5 separate regions of the Mus musculus genome follow, and all the other regions are linked to region 4. The links are chromatin contacts, called in public HiChIP or PLAC-seq and promoter capture Hi-C maps. All regions are on one chromosome and are shown on one strand. Each heading gives the region's core, a stretch centred on a gene start, on an enhancer-like site or on the middle of the called end of the contact. The rest is flanking DNA. Distances are from core to core; before and after follow the strand shown.

Region 1 (2,700 bases), core at 140-2,639, 230 kb after region 4:
CTAAGGGAGGGCTCCGTGGCTGCGACTGCTTCTCTCTCTTGCAGAGGGATCTAACTTCAGTACCAAACATCAATGTCTGCTATTTCACAACTGCCTATAACTGCATCTACACACACACACAAACACACACACACAGAGGATTCTGAGCTTTTCTTTATTTTTTTAAAAAAGTTTTTTTTTTAAATGGTTTTTCGAGACAGGGTTTCTCTGTATAGCTCTGACTGTCCTGGAACTCACTTTGTAGACCAGGCTGGCCTCGAACTTAGAAATCCACCTGCCTCTGCCTCCCAAGTGCTGGGATTAAAGGTGTGTGCCACCACACCTGGCTTTTTAAAAAGATTTATGTATTTATTTTATGTATATGAGTACACTGTAGCTGTACAGATGGTTGTGAGCCTTCATGTGGTTGTTGGGAATTGAATTTAGGACCTCCCCTTGCTCAGGTCGGACCCTCTCACTTCAGATAACTCTTCTCTCTCCATCAGTCCCTGCTTTCTCCGCCCAAAGATTTATTTATTATTATACATTGCAGATGGTTGTGAGCCACCATGTGGTTGCTGGGATTTGAACTCAGGACCTTCAGAAGAAGAGCAGACAGTGCTCTTACCCACTGAGCCATCTCGCTGGCCCTAAACTTTTCTTTAATGTAGGTTCTAGAGATAGAACTCAGGTCCTCAGGCTTGTATGCCAAGGACTTTATCTGCGGAGCCATGTCCAGTCCTGGTCCTGTAAAGACAGGACTTCTAAAGTCAATCTCACGTAGGCCAGGCTATCTTCAAACTCATTATATAGCTGAAGCTGGCCTTGAACCCTTGATTCTCCTGCCTCTACCTCCCAAGGGCTGGGGTCACAGGCTTTTTTTTTTTTCCTGAGATAGGGTTTCTCTGTATAGCCCTGGCTGTCCTGGAACTCACTTTGTAGACCAGGCTGGCCTCGAACTCAGAAATCTGCCGGCCTCTGCCTGCCACCACACCCAGCTTTTTTTTTTTTAAGATTTATTTATTTATTTTATTAATCTGAGCATGCTGTAGCTGTCTTCAGACAACACCAGAAGAGGGCATCAGATCCCATTACAGATGGTTGTGAGCCACCATGTGATTGCTGGGAATTGAACTGAGAACCTCTGGAAGAGCAGTCAGTGCTCTTAAGCACTGCACCAGCTCTCCAGCCCCATGTTTGTTGGGGGTGGTTCAGAACTGTAGAGAGGCCCCAGTGCCTGGGTTGGGCCATGGTGTCGGTAGAACAGGTTTCTGTGCTTCAGGGCCCCTGGCTGCCCCACCACTCTGTTGAAGCTCAAAAATTCTCAGAAAGTGAAAGACTAAGTCTAAGAGCCTCCTGGGCCTTCCCCGCCCTTACCCCACAAGCAGCAGAAACCACTTCTTCTTTTTAGTGTATTTAAGGCCCAGCCCAGGCTATAGAGAGAAGTGTCCCTGTCACGGCCCAGCCATGGGGGACACCTTCATTCGCCATATTGCCCTGCTGGGCTTCGAGAAGCGCTTCATCCCCAGCCAGCACTATGTGAGTAGCCTAAGAGTGCCCTGCAGGAGCGCATAGTGGGGACAGTGCTATCACTCTGCTGCTACCCAAAAACCACCTGGACCAGGGAAGGAGATGAGAGGAAGGGAGACCAGGGAAGGATGTGAGGGGAAGGGGGACCAGGGGAGGATATGGGGGGAGGGGTCCAGGGGAGGATATGAGGGGGAGGGGGACCAAGGGAAGGATGTGAGAGGGAGGGGGATCAGGGGAGGATATGGGGGGAGGGAGAACAGGGGAAGGATATGGAGAGAGGGAGACCAGGGGAAGGATGTGAGAGGGAGGGGGGACCAGGGGAGGATATGGGGGGAGGGAGAACAGGGGAAGGATATGGGGAGGAGGGGTCCAGGGGAGGCTATGAGGGGGAGGGGGACCAAGGGAAGGATGTGAGAGGGAGGGGGACCAGGGAAGGATATGGGGGGAGGGAGAACAGGGGAAGGATATGGGAGGAGGGGTCCAGGGGAGGCTATGAGGGGGAGGGGGACCAAGGGAAGGATGTGAGGGGGAGGGGGACCAGGGGAAGATATACCTCCGTGGGGACCTCTCAGGCACAGGGCTTTCTTATCCTTGGGCTTCAGGCTTCTCTTGGGTGTTCACAAAGGACCCTGCCATGGTGAGCAGATACCCCTGTGCACCGTCCCAGCTGCCTCCCTCTCTGTCTTCACACTGAGCCCCCAAGCATGCCAGAGCTCAACCTTACCCTCTGTCCAGTGCCTAGGACCAAGGCTCATTCCTACCAGGAAACCTCCCTGTCTAGTCAGCTCCAGGAGTGGCCCTGCATGGCAGCCTGCGAGGCCTGGAAACTGTGGCTTTTTTTTCTCTCCTCTTCTATGATATTGGTTACTGAGTTTGGATCCCTAGTAGGGGACGATGTCTCCCGTTTGCCCTGGGGAGATGAGGTCGAGGAATATCTGCCCATATATCTAGACTCTATCACTGGGTCTGCTCGGCCCAAGGCAGGCCAGAGATGGTGCCGCCCAGCACTTGTAAGCTGTTTACCTGGGACCCTCAGCAGTTAAGAGCTAAGTCTCCCCTCCCTCCTCCCTCCCTCTCTAAATATAAATGTTCTGAATCATTCCACAACCAAAAGCCACACCAGAAGAGGGGACAGCGGTCACCCTGGGTGTTTCCTTCATGTCCTCCATCCCTCCCCTGGAGACAATCACA
Region 2 (2,700 bases), core at 42-2,541, 170 kb after region 4:
GAAGGAACCATTAACTAGCCTTGGGATGTGGGCGCTTGCCTTGCTTGTGTCCCTCTTCCAGTGTTAAAGGTGTCCTGGATGTGGGTGTCTAGGAGTGGAGCCCAGCGTGTCAGTGCCAGTCAGATGCTCCACTGCCCGGAACCGCCAGCCCAGTCTATTTTGAGTTTGTACCCCACAGAATGTAGAGGCTTAAATTCGTCTTTGCATCTAGGTCTCCGTGAGAAGCGTGCTCTCTGCGTTGTCTTGGAAACTTTGCTGGAGTCAGCTGACCCTGACTCTATTTCTGTGTTTTCTTCACAGCGATATGAGGGTGGAGACAGCGGTGTCCCTCTTCCCTTCTTGCCAGTGTCCCTTTTGTCGCTTACCTTTTGGTCTGGCTAGGGTAATTACAAATAAGACCAAATACAGCGGCCGTAGTGCACGTCACCTTGAGGTCCATGTTAGGTCCTCTCCACGACCGTCCTCCATGTTAGGTTAGGCGAGCGTTCCTTTGCCTGCTCAGTGGGAAGGCAGCAGTGTGTGGCTCATTTTAAAGATTGGGAGAAAAGCAGGGTTGTGGCACAGGCCTGGACTCCCAGCACTTTCATAGCTGAAGCAGGAAGATGAAAAATGTGAGGCCAGTCCAGGCTACACAAAGAAAACTTTCACATTAAGTCACAGAAGTGGCACAGACAGGCTGCAGGACAGACAGCTCAGCAGGTAAAGGACACGTGTGCTACCAGGCCCGGCGACCCCAGCTCCATCCCTGGGACTAAAGTGGGAGTGTGTGTGGGTAAGGGCAGGGCCTTTGCTGTGAGATGGAAGGCAGAGGCAGGCAAGTCTGGAAGCTGGAAGGACAACTAGTCTTGACTACACAGACCAGCAGAAAAAAAAAATACAAGTGAGTCTGCCTCATTAAGGTGTCCTGAGCCCCTGACAGGTGTGGTGGGTGGTTGCTGGTCCTGGGGTGGGGGATGTTGGTCATAGTTTGTTAGTTGCCATGCTCAAAGAAGAAACAAAAGGAAAGAAATTAGGTTCAGGGGTCTCTCTCCCCTTTATCCTTTCTCTCCTATCTAGTGTTAGGAGTAAAACCATGGGGGCGGGAGGGGGGGGGGAAGGGTGGGAGAAAAAAAGAACCCACAACGAATCAAAGACCAGCTGCAGGGTCTTGCTGCCTGGGTGGCCTGGGCCTTTCGCTATAGACCAGACTCAGGGCAGGCCTCCCGCTCTTCCCCGCTGTGCTCCACACAGGCTGCTTGAGTCCAGGTTGCGATCTAGATGTAACCCAGACACGTTTGCTCATTTTTGTGGTGAGGGACATTTGGGCTGTATAGATTCTTGGCTCTTAAGTAAAGGGCTGTGTAGATTGGTTACAGGTTTAACCTCAACGGCACCCCTCCACAGTGCCGGTGATACAAGCCAGGGGCCTTGCACATGCTAGGCTATGCAAAGGTGAGACAGGGTTTTGCCGTGTAGTCAAGACTGGCCTTGAACTGTCTCAGTATCCTTAATGCCTGGATTCCCTATATACCTCCAGGTCAGGTAAGACAGTTCTTTTAATTGCAGTATAATTCACCAGTTTCAAATGTACCACAGATTGGGCAACTGTTGATTATCTACTTGAGAACATTTCTATCATATCTAACAGAACCCCCACACGAGGCATAGCTACTGACCTTGAATAGGGGTCATATTTACATCCGCTTCTTACCTTATGCCACTCAAATGCTTTATTTCTGTTGCCAGCTTACTGGCAGAAATAAGCTTTTTCTGTGAAATGAAAACTGGATGACTGAGTTCAGGACTGTTTATGCTTGCTCATCCCGAGATGTTTCTTCTCCGGGTCCCCCAACCTCACCCTGAATCCCCCACAAGCCAGGGCATGGTATCATGAGCCCTAGAATCCTGACACTGTGGGATGAGAGAATGTGGAATTGACGGACAGCCAGGGCTACACAGAGAAACCCTGTGTCAAAATCCAAAAACCAGAAAAACAGACAAGCAAACCGACAAGAATACCAACAAATGTCATTGAACCTGAATGCCCTTTGCTTTGTAGGTGGTCGAGTGCTGGCGGCCGAGGCTGAGAGGTCCATGCTGTCTCCTAGTGGAAGGTAAGCCATCGTCCCCCCCATACTGTTGTGACCCTGCCCCAGAGTTACTAAAAGCAGAAGGCTGAGGGCCACATCCAGAAGTGCAGGGTGCAGCACTTGGCTGCAAAAGTGTCAATTTTGGTTTTGTTTTAGAAATATTCTCACTTTGTAATAGCCGAGGCTAGCCTCATTTTGGGACACTTGTGCCCCAGCCTCCTAAGAGCTGGAGGCACAGGCGTGATGGGCACGGGAGTGTGGGCTTCAGCTCTGCAGCTGTGCACAGAGCCCTGGGTAGTCGAGGCTGGATGTCGGGGAAGCTGTTGACAGCTGTGCAGGTGGTTCTCACAGACGCACCCCATGATCCACATTTCTTCCTCCTTTCAGTTGTGGCCCCATCAAAGTGAAAACTGAACCCACAGAAGATTCTGGTATGTACTAGTACTCTTAGAAGCTATTATGAACAAAAAGCATTCTCCTTAGCTGAGAAGGTTACAGTTTGAGTGGTTAGTTATTGAGTCATGTTGTGCTGAGCAGACCTGGCTTCTGACGAGCGAGCTTCCTGCCTCAGCCTCGCTACTGCTCATATTAAAGGCGGGACTATACTCAGTTTCACTTAGGAGGGGCCCCT
Region 3 (2,700 bases), core at 79-2,578, 140 kb after region 4:
GGACAGAGTCGACAGAGTTGAGTCACAATCGGATTAGGAAAGGAAACGAAGGGTGTAAATATTGTTAGGGAAAATCGTAATAAAAACCAAAAAACGTAGGCGGCTTCTCTAATCAGACTGCTTCCCAGGAATCCTTAAAGACTCCGTGGAGTGCAAAGAAATCCAACATGGAGATTGTAGATGAGGCTTTGTGGGTGCGGTTTCATACAAGAAAGTCGACCAGAGAACGCCAATCCTTGAACCCGAATTCAAAGGCAGGGTTTTGGAACTACATCAAAAGAGTGGCTTGCACGGAAAGTTTTCCAGCAAGCGACAAAGAGGCTGGGAGGCTGGAAAAAGCCTTGTGGCCGCCACCTACCGAGAAGCAACGGGTGGGGGAGGGCGCCCGAATATTCGGCGGACATAAGCGGTGGGAAGGAAAAAAAAGAAAAAAGAAAAAGGAAAAAACAAACGAACAAACACCACAAATTCACCCAATTCTGTCCTTTGCATTAACAGCTAAGTTCTTCAGACTCGGGCTTTTTTAACTTTTGCATTTAACTTAGATGAACAGTTAGTTGATACTCTTCGAAAGTCATTGATCTTATGAAGTAGTTGAGAAAAATAAATATAATGGCCGGAGGAGGGTCTTAAGTTTACTTTCTTTGTAGCTGTGGGGACGATCAGGATTTCTTCAATTCTCCTTCTAAATGTGGAGCTGTGTAAAGACTCGAAGAGAGAAGAAATGGAAATCACGAGTTCCTCACCCCCTCCCATCCGTTGCCTGTCCCAAGTTTGGGCAAGTCCACTCTGGTTGCTTCTAAAGCCAGCTTTGAAAACATTGAGTTCTTTGTGTCCCGGAGCTGGGGGGACCTCCCTCTGCAAATCAGGCGACAGGCCAGCCCCGGGGCTCCCCTGGCCTTTGCAATGTCCCTAACTTTGCAATTTGCAAAGGGATGTTGGTAGCAAAGAGTTATTTAAGTGGAAGTTGTGGCCTGCTGGAGAAGGAAGGGGGGGGACACTAAGTTCTAGGTCTCACCCCACTCCCCTCCCCCATCCGGGCGGCCGCGCAGGCCCCAGGTGCAGCCATGTTCTCGCTCCCACCACCCGCGCGCTTCCATTGACAGTCCAAGCCGGAGAGGGCCGGGCGCCGCGGCGCTTCGCCTCGGCCTAGAGGGGGGCGGTGGGGAGAGAATCAGGGTTCATGCCGCAAGGCTGTCTGGGAGTTATAGTTCGGGGTACCCACCCGTTGCGTAGGTGAGCGCGGGTTCAGAACTACAACTCCCGGTGGGCGGTGCTGCTTGTGCGCACGCGCAGCGGCACCTTCGAGGAACAAAAAAAAAAAAAAAAAAAAAAAAAGGCAAAAAAAAAAAAAGGGGGAAAAAAAAGGAGGAGGAGGAGGGTGAGAGATAAGCTGGGAGAGCAGAGAAAAGGGGGCACCGGCGGCCCCCCCGCTTCCCTGCACGCGCTTGCCGCCCGCCTGCCGCGGTTATCCCTGGGCTTCGTCCCTGTTCCCCCCCCCCCCCCCCGGCGTCTGGCGACCCAGCGTGGAGCGAGGCCCCGCCGGGGGCGGCCATGCGGCGGTGACAGGAGCACGGCCGAGACGCACGGGCCCCCCTCGCCCTCTCACCTCCACCCCGTTCGCCAGCTCGCCGAGGCCCCTCCGGCCTACACTCGCTTGCTGTCCGCATCCCCCCCTCCCCGACCCTCCCCGGCTGCTCTTCGGGTGAGTCCCTGTCGCCTCAGATCGTCCCCTTTCCCTCGAGTGTCCCCTCCGTCGTCCCCCTCTGCCTCGGGGTGCCATGGCGAACAGGGGCGTCTTTATTCGACACTCTGCCCCCGTCGGGAGTGTGTGCACCGACTCGGGCGTGAGAGTTGGGGTCGCTTGGCGCGCTGCGAGTGGCAAGGGGACAACTTCGGGGTGAGGAAGCGGACGCGCTGTGACCCCCCCCAAAGTCCACTCTACTTGGGGGCCTTGGCAGCGGACGCGACGCGGCTTTTTTGGGGGGATGGGGCGGCTGGTGGTGGGGGGAGACGACAGTTGCACGCGCACACCCGTGGTGCGTGGGGGAGGACTCGCGGCGTTCCGCGCCTGCGTACATTGTATCCAGACGCGTGGACGGTGGTCGGGGGACTGGGTTGGGGGTGTTTGAGAGGGATGGTCTCGCGCGAGCAGCCCCCCGCGCGTGAACGAGCGGACGAGTTAGCGTACCCCGGCGGGGCCGCGCAGCCCTGCTCCTTCGCTCCTGATTGGCTGGGAGGGCTCGCTCGGGGACGCGCGCGCGGGCGCGCGGGGTGCCACGGCCCCTCCTGAGCCCCGTGGGGTCGCGCTCGGGTTCGCTGTGTGAGCGTTTGTGTGTGTGTGTATATGTTTGTATGTGTGTGTGTGTGTGTCGGGTTCGCTATGAGAGCGTGTGTGTGTGTGTGTGTCCGTGTGTCCAGGGCTTGCGGAGCTTAGGGCAGCAGGCTGCGTGCGATTGGCCGGCGGGCACCGTGGGGGCGGGGCGTCGGTGCCTGGTAACTGCGGTGGGGGCCCCCGGCAGGGGGGCGGGAGCCACCAGGCTTGGAAGCCAGTGCCCGCCCTGGCTGTCCGGTGCTCCGCCCTGCTCCCAGGTGGAGCCCAGCCGTGGGCTTTGTCCGGAGCTGGTCGCTTGCAGGTCCCTCGGGGCCAGGACTTTTTTTGGGGGTGGGGGCGTTAGGGAGGAGGAGATGGAAATAAAC
Region 4 (2,700 bases), core at 160-2,659:
ATCTGGTTTTATGTGGGGCTGAAGGTCAAACCCAGGGCTTCAAGCAAGCACGCTGGACAACCATTCTATACACTGACTGAATTATATCCCTAGTGAAACTGAGTGTTTTCACTTTTTGAGACAGGATCATATGGGCCAGCCAGGCTTCAAACTCTCAGAAATCCTCTTGCTTCAAACTTCTAGGCCCTAGGATTATAGATGAAAGCCACTAAGCCTAACTCTTTATTATATATATATATATATTACAGGGATTCTCTAAGTTCAGACTGGGCTAGAATTCTCTATGATGCTCAGTCTGACATGAACTCCCAATCCTCCTGTCTCCGTCTCCTGAGTGCTGAGACTACAAGCACATTCTATCATGTCCTGCATCTATTTACCTTTTACTTACTGAATTTGAGGCACAGTCTCCCTGAGTGGTTTGGGGACTTGTCTGGTACATGTCTCTCTGCTGTGCCTATCCCAGCAAAGGCCTAGCCAAAGATTCAGGGGACCACCTGGTTACCAACCAACTGCTGGGTTGACTTGGGACATATGGCTTTGGAGAGGTTGGAGGGGGAGGGTCCCCCAGTGTTCCCCTCCCCCATTTAGTAGTATACAGGAGGTCAGATGGATGGTAAAATAAAACTCGGGACCCAAAACCACTCTGTGTGGTTGTGCTCACCTGTAATCCCAGTATTTGGGAAGTAGAGGGTCAGAAGTGCAAGGTCATCTTCAACTACATAGAGAGTTTGAGGCCAGTGTGGGGTGTGCGAAACTATCCTAAAACAACAACAATAAGGGTTTTAGGGTGTAGTTGTATAAGTAGAATGGTTGCCTTACATACAGAAAGCTCTGGGTTCGAGTCTTCCCAGGTATAAACTATAATCCCAGCACTTGGAGGTAGAGCCAGGACGATCGGTTGTTCAAGGTTATCCTCACTTTTCAGTTCGTGAGTGTTCAGGACCCTAAAACAGTTTGACTGCAACCAGGGCTTTATGAGATTCCAAGATAAAAAATAAATAAATAAAAAGGCCTGGGCCAGGCCATCCAAGAGAAAAACCTGGGGTCCCTCCCTTCTGACCTTGGACACTCCAGGCATAAGAGTGACCAGGAGGGCAAACCACCTAGGGATCCTCCGGGCGTCCTCTGGGTGACCTTGATGTATTCTGATCTCTCCGGGGAGGGGGTTCTAATCCGTGGCTGGGGGAGTCTCGAGGCTCCGAGGTTGTGAGTCCTCCCCCACGGTGGCACGGGGCGGGCCGTGCGGGCTAATCCCGTATGTAAATGACAGCCAATGGAGGGTGGTGTTGCGCGGGGCTGGGATTAGGGCCGGGGCGAATGGCTGGCAATCTTACTGGGATTACAGAACAAAGAGAGAACCTCCCAGAGCCCGGGCTCGGCTTCGCGCTCGCTCCGCGCCCCGCCCTCCGCCGCAGCCCGCGCCGGGGGTGGGGGCCCCGCGCAGCCCCCGGCCGGCCGCCCGCACCGCGTCCGCCCTCCTTCCCTCCCTCCCTCTACTGATCCTGTCCCCCATTCCCGGATTATTAACTCAGCAACCAGAGGCGACTGGATCTACCGAGTCCTGGCCACCGGGCCCGGGCCGGGGCGCCCGGAGCGCTTGGGGATCCTGCAAGGTAAAAAAAGGAGAAAGTTTGACTGGGGGCGGGGGTGGGGGTGGGGGATGGGATGAGGGATGATGGAGATGGGGTGCTCTGGAGCTTGCTTTGGTTTTGAGCCCTTATTTTTGCACCCCCCAACCTCAGTGTGTTGTGTGTATGGGAGGTCCCTTCCCCTCCCCCTCCAGGTGTCTCAATTCTAAGGCCCGCCTTTTGGGGTGTGTGTGCACGTGATCGGGATTATAATTCGAGTTTGGAGGGGGATGGGTTGGGATGGTCAGCTTCTTCCCTCCGGATACCTGCTGGAATCGGGGAAAGCAGACACCCCTCTCACCCTCGAATTCCCTGGAGGTGGAGAGAGAAGCGCCCCACTGGCCTGGAGCCCAGCAGGCCTGGATACAGTTGGGCGAATGAGGTCAGTGGTGCTGCCCTGCCGGGGGAGGTTGGTGGAGGGGGCGTCGGAAAGAAGCTTTCCTCCCCCTCCCCCTTTTCCTCTCCTGTCCTCCAACGCTCAAGCTGAGTCCGAACACTGCCCCAGAGCGGCGGTTTTTTTTTTTTTTTTTTGGGGGGGGGTCATCCTGTAAAGAGGCTGGCTTGCATGGTGGGAGCCGGACCTCTTTGGTTGGTTGGGGGTGAGTCAAAGAGACTTAGGGTCTCTAAAAAAGGGGCACAGAGGGTGCCAAGGAACAAGTTTGAGGGAGCCTCGGCTGTGGGTGGTCTCTGAGTTCTTGAAGAGGAGGGGGAGGGGCCAAAGGGTGCTTAAAGTCTCCCCATCCGGAGTCTCTAGGAGTGATCGCGACCGGTGTGACTCCCAGCTTTGCAGCCAGTCAGGGGGCTGAGAGGGCGACTTTTTTCCTGGCCTCTAAGCCCCAGGGAAACGGGGGATGGGGGGGAGGACACCCGTGGCTCTCAGAGTTTGGCTGCTCTGTCAGGAGACTAGCGGAGACCAGCATCGGGTCTGGCGACCCAGCCTCCCTGGAGTAGACTAGAGGTGGCAGTTCCTGGGTCCCCTTCCTGGGGAAGTGAAAGAACTCAGGAGCCGGGCTCAGCGATGGAGTGTGTATCTGGAATGTGGGGCGTGAAGGCTGGTCTTCGGCAGGTT
Region 5 (2,700 bases), core at 78-2,577, 200 kb after region 4:
TGGCTTCTTGGCACATACCTCTGTCTTAGATCGATATAGTTCAGAAATCTCAGTGGCCCGTCGTTGGCTAACTGGCCCTCATAGCACACCTTATATCTAATCAGACCAAAGCCACAATGTATACTCAATACATTTCTTCATATCGATGAATTTCTGCCACCTGTGCTTGCTGAAGACAGGCTTAGGGCGATGACTGACCTGCTTGAAATACAAAGCAACAGGATAAAGGCTTCTTGGGGGAAGTCCAGGTACTTTATTCAGTTTTGCAAATTAGCATCGATCAAGCTCAAACTCTGGGAAGGTGGCTTTGAGAATATACAGCTATATATGTGAGTTTGTGTGTATTGTGTGTGTGTGTGTCACATGTGTGCAGGTGTCCAGGGAAGCCAGAAGAGGGTGTCAGGTCTCCTAGAAGTAGACTTACAAGCAGCCGTGAGCCACCTAGCCTGAACCTCTGTCCTCTGGAAGCGCAGCGAGCACTCTGAATTACTGAGCCATCTTTCCAGCCCCAGATGGTCTTTTATCTCTTTGTTTTGTTTTGTTGTTAAGAGTTGTTTTGTTTTAGGAATACAATGAGATGATTCAACTTAACTTAGTGTTTCCTTGCTTTTAGTAAAAACTAATTTTAAAAAGTTTTTAAAGCTGTATATTTTTCTTTTTGCGCTGGGATGGATTGGGCCTCAAGAGCCCTAGACAAATGCTCTACTTCATACCAGCAAATGTTAGGCAAGTCTCTCCTGTGAGCCACACCCCAGCCCTGAATAGTTGCTTCCTGAAGTTTCATTATTCAGTGTAGGTATTTGACCATTTGGATTCCTTTCTCTTTGGGTCCAGCGAGGACATCAGGGCCAGGCCATCTGCCTGCCCACTGGCTTCCTAGAGTCACCATGATCCTGTTTTAGGTTATCTTGGGTTTTAGCATTTATTTAGCTCTCAAGGTTTTTTTGGAAAGGGAAATTTTATTTTTCCACTCCTCAGATAGTGGCGGGAAGCAAACACCATCTCCCAACAATTCCTAGTTGAGGCGCCCATCCTCCTCACCCTCGTCAGTATTCCTAGCAGTAACCTTCCTTCCAGTCATTGGGTGTAAACCAACGAGGAAGCAGTAAAGACTCCTCTCCTGGTGTCCAGTCAGTGCTTCCCCTGGATGCTTGGCAGCCTAGATCAAGTGATGGGGCATGTTCATTTTGGGGGACATCCCCATTATGTCCTTGCATTTCCTGTGTAGGTGTGACGTGTGGTTTTTGAGTATCTTGGCTCCAGAGAATGTCACTGCCGTTGGCTGTTGTTAGCTTTGTCCAGGAAGTGGCAAAGGAAGAAAGGAAGGGGGAGGAAAAGGAGAAGTGGTTGGGAGAGCCTAGGCTGGGAGAGCAGAGGTCACCCTTTCAAGTATAGCTGAGGAAGCAAACTCGGGCTGGGATCTGAGTCTGTCAGGTGTTTGGTCCCCAATACTATAAGATAATTTTTTTTCAAGACAGGGTTTTTCTGTGTAGCCCTGGCTATTATGGAATTCGTCCTGTAGAACAGGCTGGCCTTAAACTCACAGGGATCCACCTGCCTCTGCTTCCTCAGTGCTGGGATCAAAAACTTGAGCTACCATTGCCCAGCTTAATTTTAGACAGCCTTTAAGGAGAAAATAGATTCAGAGGTTTGAGACTGCAGTTAGAGTGCTTGCTTAACATCATACATAACCGGATTTCTTTTTCCCCCCCCAGCGGCCACCATCCAAAAAAAAAAAAAAAAAAACCTTTACTGGGCCCAGCGGCTAGCATTTTTGGTAGATCTAGAAACAAAGCTGTTTGTGAACTGGTGAGAACTCGGAGGTATCGGTCCCCTTTGTTAGGTTTCTAAGGCAGGAGGGAACAAGATCTCCCTGAAATCATCCAGGAGCTTGCTCCACGTTCACCAGCATCCACTGCCTGTAACTGGCAGCTGTGCAGCTCTGCACACTCCTGTGTACAGTAGGGACAGCTCAGAAGTGGAGGTGGCCCGCACAGCCCTGGCTTAGGAGCATTGGTTCTGGTAGGAAAAGGGCAGGACTTCCTGGTCTGTGAGCATGGCGTAGAGAAGGTGGCCGACCGACCGTGTGGGTGGGGACTGGAGGGCTGAGACAGGACAACCAGCGCTCACTGGCTAGGAGGCAGTGTCCTTGAAGTTTTCTTTCCTTTTTGTCCCTGTTGAGACAGGGTTTCATTGCATTTGTAACCCAGGCTGCCCTCAGACTCAGAGCAGTCTCTGCCTCTGCCTCTGCGTGCTGATACTGAAGGCCTTCCTGTGCCTCTGTACCCAGCCTTCAGCTCTTTACTGCTGTCAGCTCAAATGTTCTCTTATAGGAAGCATGTTAAAATCAGGTTTAGATCCTATCTTATGTAACAGCTAAGACAAGTGTGGATCTGAGCTGTGGCCGTCTGCTATTCCTCTCGAGTACGTTTCTTTTACTGCTGTGGTGGGGATAGACTTTGTATGTGGATTTCCAAACACAGTCGAGCCCTTCAGATTTGGTGTTGCCGATATGAAGGAAGGAGTTAAGACAGATGGCTCCCTTGTTAAAGTGCTTGCCTCAAAGGCATGAGGCCCTGCATTTAATCTCTAGAACCCACGGTGACGAGAAGTGGACATGGTATTGCCCTTGTAGCGTCAGCAGTGGGGAGTGCAGACCAGAGGGTCCCCAGAGCTCGCTGGCCAGCCAGCCTAACCTAT

The links. Promoter capture Hi-C pulls out the DNA fragments that hold promoters and counts their contacts. HiChIP or PLAC-seq counts read pairs in DNA pulled down with a chosen protein or histone mark.
Region 1: a promoter capture Hi-C map of the SN4741 cell line shows a contact between it and region 4, with 2.8 times the contacts expected there. The contact joins the promoter of Ncf1 here to the promoter of Gtf2ird1 in region 4. A contact is called at or near these places in 5 of 39 promoter capture datasets (the C10 cell line, the HPC-7 cell line, the SN4741 cell line and 2 more), 3 of 484 Hi-C or Micro-C datasets (CD8 T cells and nephron progenitors), 6 of 115 datasets of contacts at active chromatin or transcription factors (the NIH/3T3 cell line, bone marrow-derived dendritic cells, embryonic limb bud and 3 more) and 3 of 9 other capture datasets (adipose tissue, liver and pancreatic islet).
Region 2: a contact with region 4 is called in an H3K27ac HiChIP or PLAC-seq map of double positive thymocytes, with 8 read pairs. The contact joins the enhancer-like site here to the promoter of Gtf2ird1 in region 4. A contact is called at or near these places in 2 of 39 promoter capture datasets (cranial neural crest and liver), 1 of 484 Hi-C or Micro-C datasets (CD8 T cells), 3 of 115 datasets of contacts at active chromatin or transcription factors (double positive thymocytes, embryonic stem cells and memory CD8 T cells) and 3 of 9 other capture datasets (adipose tissue, liver and pancreatic islet).
Region 3: a contact with region 4 is called in an HNF4G HiChIP or PLAC-seq map of pancreatic cancer cells. The contact joins the promoter of Gtf2i here to the promoter of Gtf2ird1 in region 4. A contact is called at or near these places in 6 of 39 promoter capture datasets (the C10 cell line, cranial neural crest, embryonic stem cells and 3 more), 2 of 484 Hi-C or Micro-C datasets (both in embryonic stem cells), 5 of 115 datasets of contacts at active chromatin or transcription factors (embryonic stem cells, extraembryonic endoderm stem cells and pancreatic cancer cells) and 3 of 9 other capture datasets (adipose tissue, liver and pancreatic islet).
Region 5: an H3K4me3 HiChIP or PLAC-seq map of bone marrow-derived macrophages shows a contact between it and region 4, with 2.4 times the contacts expected there. The contact joins the enhancer-like site here to the promoter of Gtf2ird1 in region 4. A contact is called at or near these places in 2 of 39 promoter capture datasets (cranial neural crest and frontonasal cranial neural crest), 3 of 115 datasets of contacts at active chromatin or transcription factors (bone marrow-derived macrophages, embryonic stem cells and pancreatic cancer cells) and 3 of 9 other capture datasets (adipose tissue, liver and pancreatic islet).

What each region holds. Positions count from the first base shown.
Region 1 is chr5:134,228,314-134,231,013 of GRCm38.p6, reverse strand. It overlaps Ncf1 (neutrophil cytosolic factor 1), which reads left to right and starts at 1,389. Exons shown (of 11, transcript NM_010876.4): 1 at 1,389-1,518. The coding sequence starts at 1,447.
Region 2 is chr5:134,282,587-134,285,286 of GRCm38.p6, reverse strand. It overlaps Gtf2i (general transcription factor II I), which reads left to right. Exons shown (of 34, transcript NM_010365.4): 7 at 2,039-2,093; 8 at 2,457-2,500. Among named protein-coding and RNA genes, the nearest start is that of Gtf2i, 31 kb to the left of the region's middle. Within about 2 kb of position 1,291, at least 41 of the 459 cell types and tissues checked have an H3K27ac peak or open chromatin away from gene starts, as enhancers often do. A contact at or near this core is called in CD8 T cells, double positive thymocytes and memory CD8 T cells, where this site is marked.
Region 3 is chr5:134,313,388-134,316,087 of GRCm38.p6, reverse strand. It overlaps Gtf2i (general transcription factor II I), which reads left to right and starts at 1,328. Exons shown (of 34, transcript NM_010365.4): 1 at 1,328-1,705.
Region 4 is chr5:134,455,425-134,458,124 of GRCm38.p6, reverse strand. It overlaps Gtf2ird1 (general transcription factor II I repeat domain-containing 1), which reads left to right and starts at 1,409. Exons shown (of 30, transcript NM_001081464.2): 1 at 1,409-1,616.
Region 5 is chr5:134,257,183-134,259,882 of GRCm38.p6, reverse strand. The region is part of intron 16 of Gtf2i (general transcription factor II I); the gene reads left to right. Among named protein-coding and RNA genes, the nearest start is that of Ncf1, 29 kb to the right of the region's middle. Within about 2 kb of position 1,327, at least 53 of the 459 cell types and tissues checked have an H3K27ac peak or open chromatin away from gene starts, as enhancers often do. A contact at or near this core is called in bone marrow-derived macrophages, where this site is marked.